2 separate regions of the Mus musculus genome follow, and region 1 is linked to region 2. A link is a contact called in public promoter capture Hi-C data. All regions are on one chromosome and are shown on one strand. Each heading gives the region's core, a stretch centred on a gene start, on an enhancer-like site or on the middle of the called end of the contact. The rest is flanking DNA. Distances are from core to core; before and after follow the strand shown.

Region 1 (6,814 bases), core at 817-3,316, 140 kb before region 2:
CTAACTCTGTAGCTCTAGACTAGCAGATCTGGAAGCATGTAGACCAGGCTAGCCTTGAATTTATAAAGATCCACCTGCCTCTACTTTCTAAGTGCTGGGATTTGAGGCTGGGTCATCATGATTGGCTTGTTAAGAGTGATTTAAGTCCCCTTGTGTATTATTTTTGGCTTTCCCATGGCTAGGCCTTTTTCCACCTACGGCCATGTGAGGCAGTTTCCTGAGGTGCCCAGTGCTCTGCCCTCTGCATTGCTTCTGGGCCACAGGTGACCCTTCCTTAGCTAATTTGAGAAGCATGGTTGTGAAAGCTTGTCACCTGCTTGTGAATGGACTAGATTTAGATCCAGGCCACTTTAGATGTGGCTTTGGGCAATTACAGGATTTCAGGCTTTACTGTGGCATGCTGTGTGTGCTACCACCCTGTGTCCACACACCTGATTGCAGGTAGGATTGTAAGGACTTGGTTCATATGTCCACAGGAGACCCAGATTTGGAGAGGCAGCCTAAAAGCGTGGCTCATCCCGTTGCCAGCAATCCCTCTCAAGGAGCTGGCCCCAGGACAAGGTGTAAACCCTGATCCCTTGCTTTTCCTAAGAGGTGGCTGCTGGGACAGACTTCTGAAATAGGTGGTTGTTTTCAGGTCCTGTCCTGCTGCTGACCAGTGACAACATCAAACAACGCCTGGGTTCCGCTGCTCTAGACAGGTGCGCCCCTGCCCCCGTGTGGTCTCACATGGAGAATTTTAGCCAATTCGAACTTCTTTCTTAGCTGTCCTGGCATGGTCCTAAGATGGGCCTCATTATCCCTGTGCTTGGTGTCTGCACATGACAGCATGTTCCTTGTCCAGCTGTATTCTCTATTCTGTATATGTCCTTGGGTACCACTAGAGGTCCAGGAGACAACAGGCCTCTCTTTAACATATAGGCAGCTTTGCATCTCACTTTCTCTTAAGCCACCAACCTCTAGACCTGGCCACAGCCTCTGTTCAACTGCCCAGTTCCAAGCCTCCTTTGCTGTTCTGTGGGAGGGATGCTAATGAAGAAGGTGAGAGGCCAGCAATCAGGAGGCAGAGGCAGACCAATCTCTGTAAATTCAAGGCTAGTGTAGCCTACAGAGTGAGTTCCAGGCCAGCAGTGCCATATAGTGAGATACTGTTAAATAAAAAAAAAAAAAAAAAAAAAGAAAGAAAAAAAAAGAAAAGAAAAGAAAAAAATTTGGGGGCTGGTGTCTGCTCTATCAGAGGTCCTGAGTTCAGTTCCCAGCAACCACATGGTGGCTCATGACACCTATAAAGGGATCTGTTTCCACCTTCTGGCCTGCAGATATATATGCAGACAGAGCACTCATACATAAATAAAATTTAAAAATTATTTTAAGAAGGTGAGGTGCTGCCCTGTGTCTTGCAGCATCCATGAGTACCGGCTCTCCAGTTGGCTGGGCCAGCAGGAGGACATCCACCGGATTGTGCTGTATCAGGCAGACGGCACACTCACACCGTGGACCCAGCGCTGCATCCGGCAGGCTGACTGCATCCTCATCGTGGGCTTGGGTGAGCAAGAGCCAGCAGTAGGTGAGGTGAGTGCTCAGAGGGACTTCCATCTCCTGAACTATGTCCATCTTTGCTTTGGTTGAAATATTACTCAGAAGAGGACCCACATATCTACCACCCACTCTTTAGACGCTTTGCAGTATTCACTCTTAGAGATTATAGAGAAACAGAGGCCTATTTTATATCATTCTGAAATTTATTTTTGGGTGTTTTGGGACAGGGTTTCACTCTGTATCCCTGACTGTCCTGGAACTCACTATATAGACCAGGCTGGCCTCTGAACTCATAGAGATCCCTCTGCATCTGCCACCCAAGCGCTGGGATCAGAGGTGTGTGCCACCTCCACCCAGCATGAAATTTGCCTTTCCATCAGCAGGTAGGATTTTGATACAGACACCCTCCACCCCCCACCCCAGGTTTGGTCCATTTTGGTGGCTGTTGTTTTTCCGTTGTGAGCACTGCACCATCTGTGCTTGCAGCCTCTGCTGGTTACTTCACAGCACCGAATCCAGTGCCAGTTGTCTTCAGAGGCTTTCAGGCTGTTGACCCCAGAGGGTTTGTTTGCTCTTATTAGATTCGGCCAAGTGCTGAGCGGCTTGTTTTCAGTTTCCCTTTGTGAATGGCTGCAGGTATGGCTGAAAAGCCCCATGTCCTTCCCAGAAATGAAAACTCTGAGGAGCAATAAGTCTTCATTTTGATTAGTGTTCTCGTCTCCTCTCTGGTCTACCTGCTCAGCTCTCATTTCAGGCATCTCCTCTGCCTGTCTAATCTGGGAGCAGCCAAGTTCATCCCCTCTGGCGTGACCCCCCATTGTAGAGAAGCTGTGCTGTTTTGTAAGGGCAGTTCCCCAAAAGGTGTGCGTCATTTGTAAAGGTTGTAGCACACATTCATGAAGTAGTATTTGAGATACAGGACATGCTCCTGTCTCGTACTCCGAGCACCCTCACAGTCATGTTGGCCACCCAGCATTTACAGTTGAGTGGACCATGTGGTCAGAGTATTAGTAACCCCAAGATGGGCCGTCTTTATAGCCTAGCTACTAACTAGACCAATCACACACTGTCTTCTCTGGGGCCAGTCATCAGGGTATTGTTGAGTGTAGATCTTGGGGACAACTCTGTGATGGTCCTTGGTTCTATATATTGTGCTCAGTGCTCAGGCTTGCCTGAACTTGCTGACCAGGCCCTTCTCTTCCCCTAGCTGGAGCAGATGTTGGAGAGCACAGCTGTGCGTGCCCAGAAGCAGCTAATCTTGCTGCACAAAGAGGACGGTCCAGTGCCTTCCCGCACAGTGGAGTGGCTCAACATGCGAAGTTGGTGTTCTGGCCATTTGCACCTCTGCTGCCCACGCCGTGTCTTCTCCAAGAGAAGCTTGCCCAAGCTGGTAAGACCTGGTGGGCTGGCTCAGTGGGACTTGGCCCTGACTACATCATTTCTGGCCTTCAGCTATATATTTAAAACTGTCTTCCTCCCCCTTTATGCAGCATCAGGGCTTGTGGGTTCTGGTTGGGCTTGCCTCTGCCTCTGAACTCTGACTGTGACCTTAACTCTTGTGCTACCTTGCAGATGAAGAAAGGCACAACATGGTGGGAGCACAAGCACAGAGGCCATCAAGACCTGGGAAGGCCAGGAGTCTGTGCTTGACTTAGGTTCAGGGTCCAAGGCTGAGAGCCTCACATTTAGCCAAAGCCCCAGAGAGATCTCATGATCAGGTCCCTACACTATCCCTTCAGGGCAGAAGCAGACACAATCCTGAGACACTTCTTCCTTGGGTCAGCTTTAGTTCTTCGGGCCCAGTGTGAAAACTAGGTGGTGCCCACATGCCATAGCTCATTCAACCCTCACAGCTCAATGGACAGCATCCTGTTAACTGCATCTCTGCTCCTGAGAATACTGTCTACATAGAGGGCCAGTGGAGAGACTCAGGTGGGACATCCTGGGGGGCTCTGTGGTCTTAGGTAGTCTATAAGCTCCCTCCAGGTTTGTTTGTCCTCTGCCAGCACCCACCAGGTAAGCTTGGACCTTTCCGGGCACTTGGGTGCTCATAGGACTGTGTTCTGGAAAGGATAGGATATGAGGCAAATCAAGACATGCAGAGTTAAAAAAACAAAAACAAACAAACAAAAAAACCAAATAGCTGGACGTGGTGGCACATGCCTTTAATCCAGGCAGAGGCAGGCGAATTTCTGAGTTTGAGGCCAGCCTGGTCTACAAAGTGAGTTCCAAGACAGCCAGGGCTATACAGAGAAACCCTGTCTCGAAAGAGCAAAAAGAAAAAAAAAAGACATGCAGAGTTTTAGCTGAAGAAATACACAGACCTCTGTCTTCCTTTGGCTCCTCTCAGGTCGAGATGTACACACGTGTTTTCCAACGACCACCAGACCGTCATTCTGATTTTTCCCGCCTGGCACGGATGCTGACAGGCAATGCCATTGCCTTGGTGCTTGGAGGGGGTGGAGCTAGGTGAGTTCCCATCCAACTGTGTGCTATGTATGTGGGAATGACAGTTATTCCCACCAGCTTTACCCTGACTGAGGAAGATGATAGTGTGGTGCCATAGATGAAGAGACCCTTGGGCCACGCTAGTACCCCAGGAAAGAGTCTGCATGGATGGCAAGGGTGTGGTCTGCATGCCTAAGTATCTGGGTATATGAACGTTTATAGCCCAGATGTTCTGGATTCCACTGATGCCAGTTTGGTAGAAGAAAATGTGTATATTGTCTGAGCATCTATGCTTAGAAGCATTTGTTTGGTTCTAAGCCATGTGTCTCCTCTTTGAATATTGTCTGCTCCTGTCCTATGTTGGTTCCCCATTGGGCTCCCATGAAGTTCTTCCCACTTTAATATACTTTCTGTGGAGGAATGACCTGATGTGCTCATGAACTAGAAAAATGGTCTTTACTTCTTTGGGCTCTGGGTTCTTTAAAGGACTTTTATTTAACCCGTGTAATTCCTGCCCTGAGTTGTCATCTGATCCTTCTGAGCTGAAAGAGGTGGAGGCCCAGGGTATCATGGGGAAGATGAAGTGGTGATCCAGATATTCATGAAGGGTGGCATCAGAGTGCCCCTCTCTCAAGAAGAGGGTGCTCTGGCCTCTGTAAGCTGAGTCCTGGCTCTGCTCAATTTGGTAGTGAAGCGATACGCCACTGTATCCTGAGATCCTGGGGAAAGCTGGCCTAGCGGAGTGGTGTGACAGCCTCCATTGTCAGGTAGTGAGAGGCCCTGGTCCTATCTGTGGCTCTGGGTAGTAGAAGCTTAGAACAGTTAGGTCTAGACCTGGTCCTGGTTTGCAGGTCGATGAATTCTTCACTTTGCTCAAGGGGTACTCAACAGCCATATAGTTCTGTGAGATAAAAGAAGCAGTCATCTGCCTGCCCCTCCCAGAGCCAAGTCTACAAGACTGCCCAGAAGTGACTACGTTCAACCTTCCAACAATGAGCATGCGCTGCTCTCTGTGAACACTCGTGGTCCGTGGCTCTGCCTCTGTCTGTCTCTTGCTCTCATCGTCCTCATGAGGTCCCAGCACTGCGGCAGCCAGCACTGTGACAGCCCGTGCTGTGCTGGCAGTGTGTGTGCGGCATTGTAAGGGTGCAGCTCTTTCAGAGATGAATCCTATCCATGGGACCCTGACATCATTTCCTTCTTAGGAGTTTCTGACTGCTGTGTTTGCTTCAGTTCCATTTGCAGTATTATTGGTGTACTGGCGAACACTCCCAGAGAGAGCACTCACACCCTCTCCATCCAGATCGTCTCCTTTTGAGATTTCTAGGGTTGCGCACCCTCCAGCCCACCAGTCCCTCATCTTTACTGATGTCTTTCCAGCTGACTGTTGGACCTGAAATTTATCTTTGCCACCATCCTAACAAGTGCCTTTGTTTTATTCCCTTGTTTAGCTTCATTTTCTATATCTCCTGTCTTCATCTTTGTAGAAATCTCCTGCAGAGGCTGTGTGGGAGGTCACAGTATTAGCATTGGACCTGTCCACAGGCCTTCTCCTCTGCTCTCAGACTTGAGCGAGGGTTTGGCTAGGCATAGAATTCAGAATGAAAATCATCTCTGAGAATCTGTGCCAGAGTTGTATTGTGTGTGTAGCTTGGGTATTGTCGAGATTACCAATACTGTTTACTCAGTGCTCTGACTTTCCTGTCCCTGGAGCCTTAGGGAGTTCTTTTAATTTTGTTGTTTGGAAGGATGTGCTAGCGGCTCAGTGCTGCTGCTGCTGGTCTCACTTGTGATGCAGTCCCCCGAGACCTTTCACATTTGGAAATCGATGTGGTTGAAACTCTAGGAGATGTTTCAGTTTTAACTATTTGATGTATGTAGGTATTTTATCTGCATGTGCAGCTCATGAATATCTATTGTCTGCAGAGACCTAGAGAGGGTGTCGGATCCTCTAGAACTGTAGTCATAGTTATGAGCTGACATGTAGGTGCTGGGAATTAAACCCAAACCCTCCGGAGGCTCAGTGTGCTCTGAGCCGCTGAACCATCTCTCTAGTCCCAAAGTGTTCCATTTTTAAAAACAGTCTTTGCTTTTCTCTGTTCTCTTTTCCCAGAGCTTAATAGTGGTGTCCTAAGAGACGCCTCTGCTTCTATCTTTTTTTTTTAAAGATTTATTTATTATCATACATAAGTACACTGTAGCTGTCTTCAGACGCGCCAGAAGAGGGCATCAGATCTCATTACGGATGGTTGTGAGCCACCATGTGGTTGCTGGGAATTGAACTCAGGACCTTCGGAAGAGCAGTCAGTGCTCTTACCCGATGAGCCATCTCTCCAGCCCTTTTCATATCTTTTTAAACTCTGTTTTTGTTCTGTTTCCTTAGAGATTTTTTTCAATTGTATCTTTCAACTATAATTTTTCAACTAAAATATTTTAACACTTTCAATTTTATTTTTTCTTTATTTTGTTTTGTTTGAGACAGGTTCTCTTTACCTGATCCAGGCTGGCCTGGAGTTTGAGATTGTCCTGCCAGAGCCTCACAGGTGTTATAAATGTTACCGTCATGTTATAACTTGGGGACGGCCTTTTCCTCCCATAGTGTTGTCTCTTTCCTTAATGTGATTCGAGACCGCCAGTGGCACGTCTTTTATTTATTGCTTTGTTTGCTTGCTCAGAATTTCCCATGCGTGTTCATTGTCTAGGTTTGCCCATCAGAGTGATGACTGACGTTTGTTTGGGTTCTAGTTGGGGGTCCATCATGAGATGCCCTCATCACTGGATTTTTGACAGCCTTCCTTCTGTTTTTGACAGATGTTTGAGCTTTTTG
Region 2 (6,701 bases), core at 2,552-5,051:
CACCTGGGGCCTCCTGAGAGTCCATGGCATGCCACTGGTCCAAATGTGCCTGGGATCTGCCTCTCAGCCCATTCTGCCTACTGTAACCTAGGTAACACTTCATAAATGAGGAGAGCTGGGTAGAGACTGCAGCAACTCCCAGTGTCCCTCTGAGCCACCTCTAATCCAGACCTTCCACTCAACCTGTTGGGCAGCCTTGCAGCCTGAGCTGAGCATCCCAGGGTTGAGGGGATCAGGGTGGAGTGTTAGCTTCCTCCTTCCCCTAGCTCTATGTCCTCTCCTGGAAGAGTTCCTGACCACATCCGTCCCCACTCCTGGATTACAAGGAAGCAGCAAGGAGCCTTTAATTGCTTCCCAGCACAGCTGCATCCTAGGCAGCTGCAGGACAAAGGCGAAATGGGAGGAGAAGACCTGACCATGCTGTCCACCTTGATTCTCGGGACAGCCATGCCCACTGGACCATGTGTTTCCCTTGCCCTTGCCTCTTCTTTGCTGCCCAGCACAGGGCTCACTCACGCCCGATGAAGCATTTCCACTTTTGCCATTTCAAGGGGTTGGAGGCTGTTTGCCCCATTCAGGTTCAGGCATTGGAAGCAAGCACCAAACCTAGGAGACTAGCTGCAATATGCCTTTCTCAGCTGCCACAGAGAGGTTGCCTTGAGGAGTGGGTATGGACACAGCGGCTCTGGTGTCCATCCAGTGTTGGCCTGCCATGCTGAGTGGCATGGGCAGGAGCCTGGTCACAGTGATCGTCTGCTGCAGTTCCTGCGGCCTCCTTCCTCTGCTCTGCCGGCTGGCTGGAGCTCAGTGTTTGTTATTTGATTCCTATCCTCTCTTCTACCAGGTGTCTGGGCTGCTGGGAAGAAACACTCTCCTCTTTCCCACGCTCCCCAACACATTTTAATGAATTAGCTGGAAGCCCCGCCCCCCACTGCCCACTGGCCTCCCTCCCCTGCTCAGCGCCTTTAAGGTGGCTGCAGGCCTGGCCCAGCTTTGGCCAGCTGCCCTGTCTGTGCTGTCCTCCTATGGCCTCTCAGATTGCCTGGACTACCCCACCCAGATTTCCCCTGCAGATTCCAGAGCACTCTACATGCCACCCCTTCACAGCATTGCTTTCAGAGCTGCTGGCTCCTAAGCACCCACCTAAGCAAGAACGGGAGCTGGGCATCTGGAGGGAGGAGGATGCCCTTCCCACTGTCTCCTTCTAGGAATGAGCAGATGGTGGTCAGGATGCTCCTGGACCAGCATTCTTTGGATCAGGCAGGGAATAAAGGTCAGAGTCCAGCATCACAGCCAGAAGGGGGTCTCCTAGATCTCAAGCAAGCATCACAAACACCGGAGCTTAATACTAGGTCCCCTGAGACTCTCTGGGAGCCCCCTTCCCTCCCTCTCTTTGAAAGCGGGGAACAAATGTCCACCTTTTGGAAGTGTCCTCCAGCAAACACTTGGGTGGTGCTTACTAGGAACCAAATGCCCCACAGCCTTCCCCAAGCCCCTCCTTATCTGAGACAGGAAGGCATGGGTGTGGGCCAGAGCATAGCTGTGGTGAAGGAGCACGAGCCAGCCGGGAATCCTGTAACCATCACCTAAGAAGTTCTGTGGGTAGCTGGCCATCCAGCTCCGTCTCAGCTGCACAGTGGTGGTGGCAAGCCAGGCACATCTGTCTGTCCTTTGAGCCTGACACAGGGCAAAATGTCCTCAGGATAAGCTTTTACCACGATAGGACTGCCACACCAGCCATGCTATTCTGCAAGAACTAGCTGAGCCTTCCAGCTCTCACAGCCCCTGTGGTGGGGGCCTGGCGTTCCCACACTGAGCTCACACAGGGCCCCTTTGTCTGCCGCCTGCTGCGGATGTCAACAGGACTTTTCTCCCAGGCTCTGTTCTGGGCAAGCATCTCAGATGCCCTTCCTCAGGCCAGGCTGGAGCCCACCTAGGTAGGGGCCTATCCGGGGACCCATTCACCTTCAAGGAACATCACTGGGCTTGATGAAAGTAAGGCTCTGCTCACCCCCAGGTGTGGTCTCTGATTCCTGCCTGTCTAAAGCTTCCAAGCCCTATGCAAACGCATGAAACCATGGGCCAGCCAGGAATCAGATCCTGTCCTCTTATGCTCCCAGAACTCCCGTTTCTCCCTGCCCACTTTGTTTTGGGTTAGTGTTCTGTGACACAGCCTGCATTGGGGCATCAGTCAGAACCCCCAACTGCACCTCAGTCTACCTGCACGGTGGAGAGAACCATAAGGGTTCCTCTCAAGATCTTGGAACAGTAGCCAAGCAGTGGTAGCGCACGCCTTTAATCCCAGCACTTGGGAGGCAGAGGCAGGCGGACTTCTGAGTTCGAGGCCAGCCTGGTCTACAGAGTGAGTTCCAGGAAAGCCAGGGCTATACAGAGCAACCCTGTCTCGAAAAAAAAAAAAAAAAAACTCTCTGAACAATGAGGTATAAGGTGTGGCTAGGGGACCAAATAGGCAGAACCCAATAGACCAAGGATCCCAAGAAGACTAGAGAGCTTTCCAAGCTGAATACACATGAGATTCAGGTTCTCAGGTTAGCAGAAAAGGAGTGTGACCCTTAAACAAGTTGGCCCGACGGGCGGACATCTGGTGGTCACAGTGGTGGTGGGGGGGGGGTTGCCTACTTTCTCCATTCAATTTAGCTATGGTCCCTCCCCGTGAACATAGTAAGGTTGGGGACATGCCCCGGTGAATATGATACAGTTCTGAGTCTGGGGCAGGAACATCCACCAAAGGAGCGTCCCCAGATGGAGCCTGGCTGGGTGGGCTGCCCAGCTGAGGCTTACAGTTGCCTGCTTGGAATTCCCAGTTAGCTTCAGAAGAAATCAAGCCCTGACGTGCCCTGCCTCCTGCTCTGCAAGTCTTAAGATCATTCCTCCTTAATTTCCAGCAACCACAGCGAAGCTATAAGCCGTAAAACATAATGAGGAAATGTGGAGCCTTGCCTTCCCAGCCAGCGCCAGCACCTCCTGCCTCACTCACGGTCAGTTGTTAAGGGTGGTCAATAAAACGTGGGGCTTATGGCTTGGAAATGAGTCATTTCAGAACTCCCTCAAAGGGCAGTGCTGTTGGTCTCACGAGCCAGCCCTGTGTCTTATATGCTGACACTAAGTAAAGGAAACACATAAGGAGGAGTAGTGACAGACTGGCCACCGAGAAAGAGAGAGAGACAGAGAGAGAGGCAGAGAGAGAGAGATAGACAGAGAGAGACAGAGACAGAGGGGGGAGCGAGCGAGCGAGCGAGCCTGTGCCAGCCTGCCAAAGGAACCCCTACCTACACTGTGGGTAGCTTAGGGGCATGGAGCTCCCTCCATCAGTATGGAGGAGCCAAATGCAATTGCTGCTCAAGCTTCCCCGTAAATTACACTTGAGTAGAAAGGACCAGAGTGATGGAGGACTATACAACCGAGCAGTTCGTGAAATTGCCACCTGTGAACGCCAGGTCCAGGCCTGGGAGTGGCTGCGCAAGGAACTCGCAACTCCCGACATCTATGAAGGAAGAAGAAAACTGCCGAAGGAGCTTATACACCGGAGCAACCAGACCCAGGATCCCGCAGTGGTGCTGGAAAACCCCCGAGGCCTTCTGACCACCCTGGCCAGACCAGACTAGTGCTGGTCAGACCAGCGCCCTCTATCCTGGAGGGAGCTGCAGCACGACCCCGCCTCCGCCCCGCCCCCACGTGGGCACCACCCAATCGAAAGAGCCCTGGTGTGCGCGTCAAGAGCGTCTATTGTTATGCAAATATAAGAACCGTAAAAGACGGCGAGAAGCGGCGGGCGAATTAGAACTATTTTGCAAAGGGACGCGGGTGGAGTTCAGCTGGAGCGAAGCCTAACCTCGAAGGGACCACGACTGCGAGTGTCGCGGCCTCCGGCTGCCCCAGGTTCTGCGAACCAGCACCCAGCCCTGTCGCCCGCCCGCTTGGGCGCGGCTGGATGCAGCAGGGGTCCCGCGCCAGCGGCCCTCGGCCCCGAACGCCCGGAGTGCGCAGGGGCGGCGTGCGGGGCCCGAGGGCGCAGCGCCCTCCATGCGCCGAGGCGTACCTCGAGACACGCCCCGAGACAGCCCGGGGCCCGCACTGCAGCCGCCGCCCGCGCTAAGCCGGGGCGCGGCTCGCAGCCCTAGCTCTGCGGCAACATGAGCCAAGCCGAGCTGTCCACCTGCTCGGCGCCACAGACGCAGCGCATCTTCCAGGAAGCGGTGCGCAAGGGCAACACGCAGGAGCTGCAGTCGCTGCTGCAGAACATGACTAACTGCGAATTCAACGTGAACTCGTTCGGGCCGGAGGGCCAGACAGCACTACACCAGTCAGTCATCGACGGCAACCTGGAGCTGGTGAAGCTGTTGGTCAAGTTCGGAGCCGACATCCGCCTAGCTAACCGCGACGGCTGGAGCGCGCTACACATCGCCGCTTTCGGGGGCCACCAGGACATCGTGCTCTATCTCATCACCAAGGCCAAGTACGCGGCCAGCGGCCGGTGATAGCCACCCGGACTCCGGCCCCTGGCCCCCACCCGCGTCGTCTCTGCTGTACCTTCCCGCCAACTACCTCGGTGTGCGCCAGGTTTGCTGGTCCGCGTGGAAATCGGGCTAAGTCTCTACGTCCGCGGCCACGACCAAAGTAGCGCATCCGTGGACCCCAGGGTTCGGCTCTCCGCAAAAGAGCGCCTCCCCTTGGCAGTCCTCTGAGCCCCGCGGGGCCCCAGAGCCTTCCCACGGCCCCGACCGCCTAGAGGGTGGGGGCGGGGCGCAGGCTCCAGTCCGTTTTGAAATTTGAGTCTCACACCGGGAGACTTCGGAATCCCGAGATACCGGATCCTCCGCTTGAAATGTTTTCTCCGGAAGGTGAAAGGCGCGGGCGGACTCGCGCTCCAGCCGCCGCTCGTGAGACCCGGCCGCTCACAGTGCGGCGCCCGCCGCTGGCAGCCGCCAAACAACCATTACCGGGCTCCACCATCTGCGCGCCCTCGCACTTAGGAAGGGAAGGGGACGCTCCGGGTTCCTGATGTCCTCAACTATTTATCACGTGTGTGTATATTTGTGGGTGAAGTTTGTGCGCCTGAGTTTTTTGTTTGGAAATATTGTGCGTGGTTATGGGAGAAAGATGCATTTTTTTTCCTTTAAAACTAAAAACTTGAGTCTACCATTTTTTGGTTGCACTGAAAATACCGCCTAGCCCTATGGTTTTCCCATTGCTAGCCCCTCCCCCACCGAGTCCCTAATCTTCCACACCTCATTCCTCTTTTCCTCTCCCTGGATTCTGAGTTTAGAGAGCCTAGGATCTGTCTCCCTTTCCCCTCCCGTGAGAGGCCACCATTCCCCACACAGGCTGGTTTAGCAAAGTTCCAAAGGGCTCTTGAAGCCCGCGTGGCTGGGACGTGGGGATTCTGAGAGCATGGTACCCTTCCTAGTGACTTCTATTATAGTTAATAGTCGGTTGCACACTTTTTTAAAAAAGTAAATGAATTTGCCACGATTAAATGTCATAACATTTATGACAGAATATAAAATATTAACATATTTTAAGCCAAGTTTTAGGTGTATTTTTTTGAATCTTGGTTATGAACCCAATTTTAAAGGGCGTTGTATCCAGCGTTGTGAAGGCTGTTGTGTACCCATATTTATATTTTTATAAAATTCCTATAAAGACTGTGAATCTCTCATACTATTGCTGAATGAGTGGAAGGGCTGCTGTGCTCTTTCTGCCTTCCCCAATCCCCATCCCCACCCTCAAACCCTGCTCCAAGGCCCTATTATGATCTGAGGATCCAGCCATGAGGGAGGGGCTGTGCCAAGGACCAGGGCTGGAGGAGGTGCTGGAGCGTCACTGGCTGTCCCAGAAAGGAGACTTCCTGGTTTCTGTGGTTCCAATTTTCTATGCATCTCCATTCCCCTTCTTGTTTTGATCCTGGGAAATAAAAGGGAGGCTGAATTATTCAAATTTAAATGAGGTTTCCCCTTCGTAGAAGTGCTGCTGACCCTGCGTGCAAAAATGGGGAGCACTTGAGGACACAGGTGGGTGGAGCCCTTTGTGCCGCCTGGCCATATTCTTCGGTCTTCTGCGCTTTTATGAACCAGTGTGGGAGGAATAGTGATAATGTCATGAGAATGGCAGACACTGAGACAAGCACAGATTACTTCAAAAGGAGTTCTGTATGGTTTTTCTACACGCAAATGCCTTTTTAATTATGTTAATTAATGTTAAAACGTACTGGGCCTATGTTGAAGCTTCAGATGGGTCCTGGTTGGTCTCTTCTATCTGTATGAAGTCTGTGGCACACTCCTAAGCGTACGATATAGACTTGTAGCCCATCGTGAAAAATTTATAAATAAATTTTTCATTGGTCTTTTTATATTAAAAAAAAATACTGGTTTTAATTTTGGCACAAGTCCTGGGTCCCCCTCTAAGGGCCATGGCGTCCTACCTTCAGCTAATGAATGATGGCTGCTTGGGTTGTGAATCTATTGACAAGACCAAGCTGGGTAAAATGTGAACTCAGTCTAGCTCAGCTGTCAAGTCCAAGTCAACCACAGGAACCCAGATGCCACCTTAGTAGTTCGTGTCTCAGCTACTTCCTGGCAGAGTGGCTGAGACCTCCCCAGAGAGATCTGCTTATAGCTCATCATGCTTCCTACCCAGCCTGAAAGTTGAAACCCTGGAGGAACTTCTGCACAGATGAGGGT

What was found. Promoter capture Hi-C pulls out the DNA fragments that hold promoters and counts their contacts.
Region 1: a promoter capture Hi-C map of liver shows a contact between it and region 2. The contact joins the enhancer-like site here to the promoter of Nrarp in region 2. A contact is called at or near these places in 14 of 39 promoter capture datasets (the 3T3-L1 cell line, 3T3-L1-derived adipocytes, the HPC-7 cell line and 11 more), 2 of 15 datasets of contacts at CTCF or cohesin (pro-B cells and stem cell-derived epiblast-like cells), 4 of 484 Hi-C or Micro-C datasets (the G1E-ER4 cell line, embryonic stem cells and trophoblast stem cells), 6 of 115 datasets of contacts at active chromatin or transcription factors (the SCID.adh cell line, craniofacial prominence, embryonic forebrain and 3 more) and 3 of 9 other capture datasets (adipose tissue, liver and pancreatic islet).

Annotation. Positions count from the first base shown.
Region 1 is chr2:25,038,200-25,045,013 of GRCm38.p6, forward strand. It overlaps Pnpla7 (patatin-like phospholipase domain containing 7), which reads left to right. Exons shown (of 35, transcript NM_146251.4): 22 at 638-701; 23 at 1,404-1,572; 24 at 2,747-2,929; 25 at 3,890-4,008. Among named protein-coding and RNA genes, the nearest start is that of Nsmf, 13 kb to the right of the region's middle. Within about 2 kb of position 2,067, at least 4 of the 459 cell types and tissues checked have an H3K27ac peak or open chromatin away from gene starts, as enhancers often do. A contact at or near this core is called in liver and pancreatic islet, where this site is marked.
Region 2 is chr2:25,176,957-25,183,657 of GRCm38.p6, forward strand. Nrarp (Notch-regulated ankyrin repeat protein) reads left to right here and starts at 3,802. Exons shown (of 1, transcript NM_025980.2): 1 at 3,802-6,383. The coding sequence starts at 4,155. The coding sequence ends at 4,499.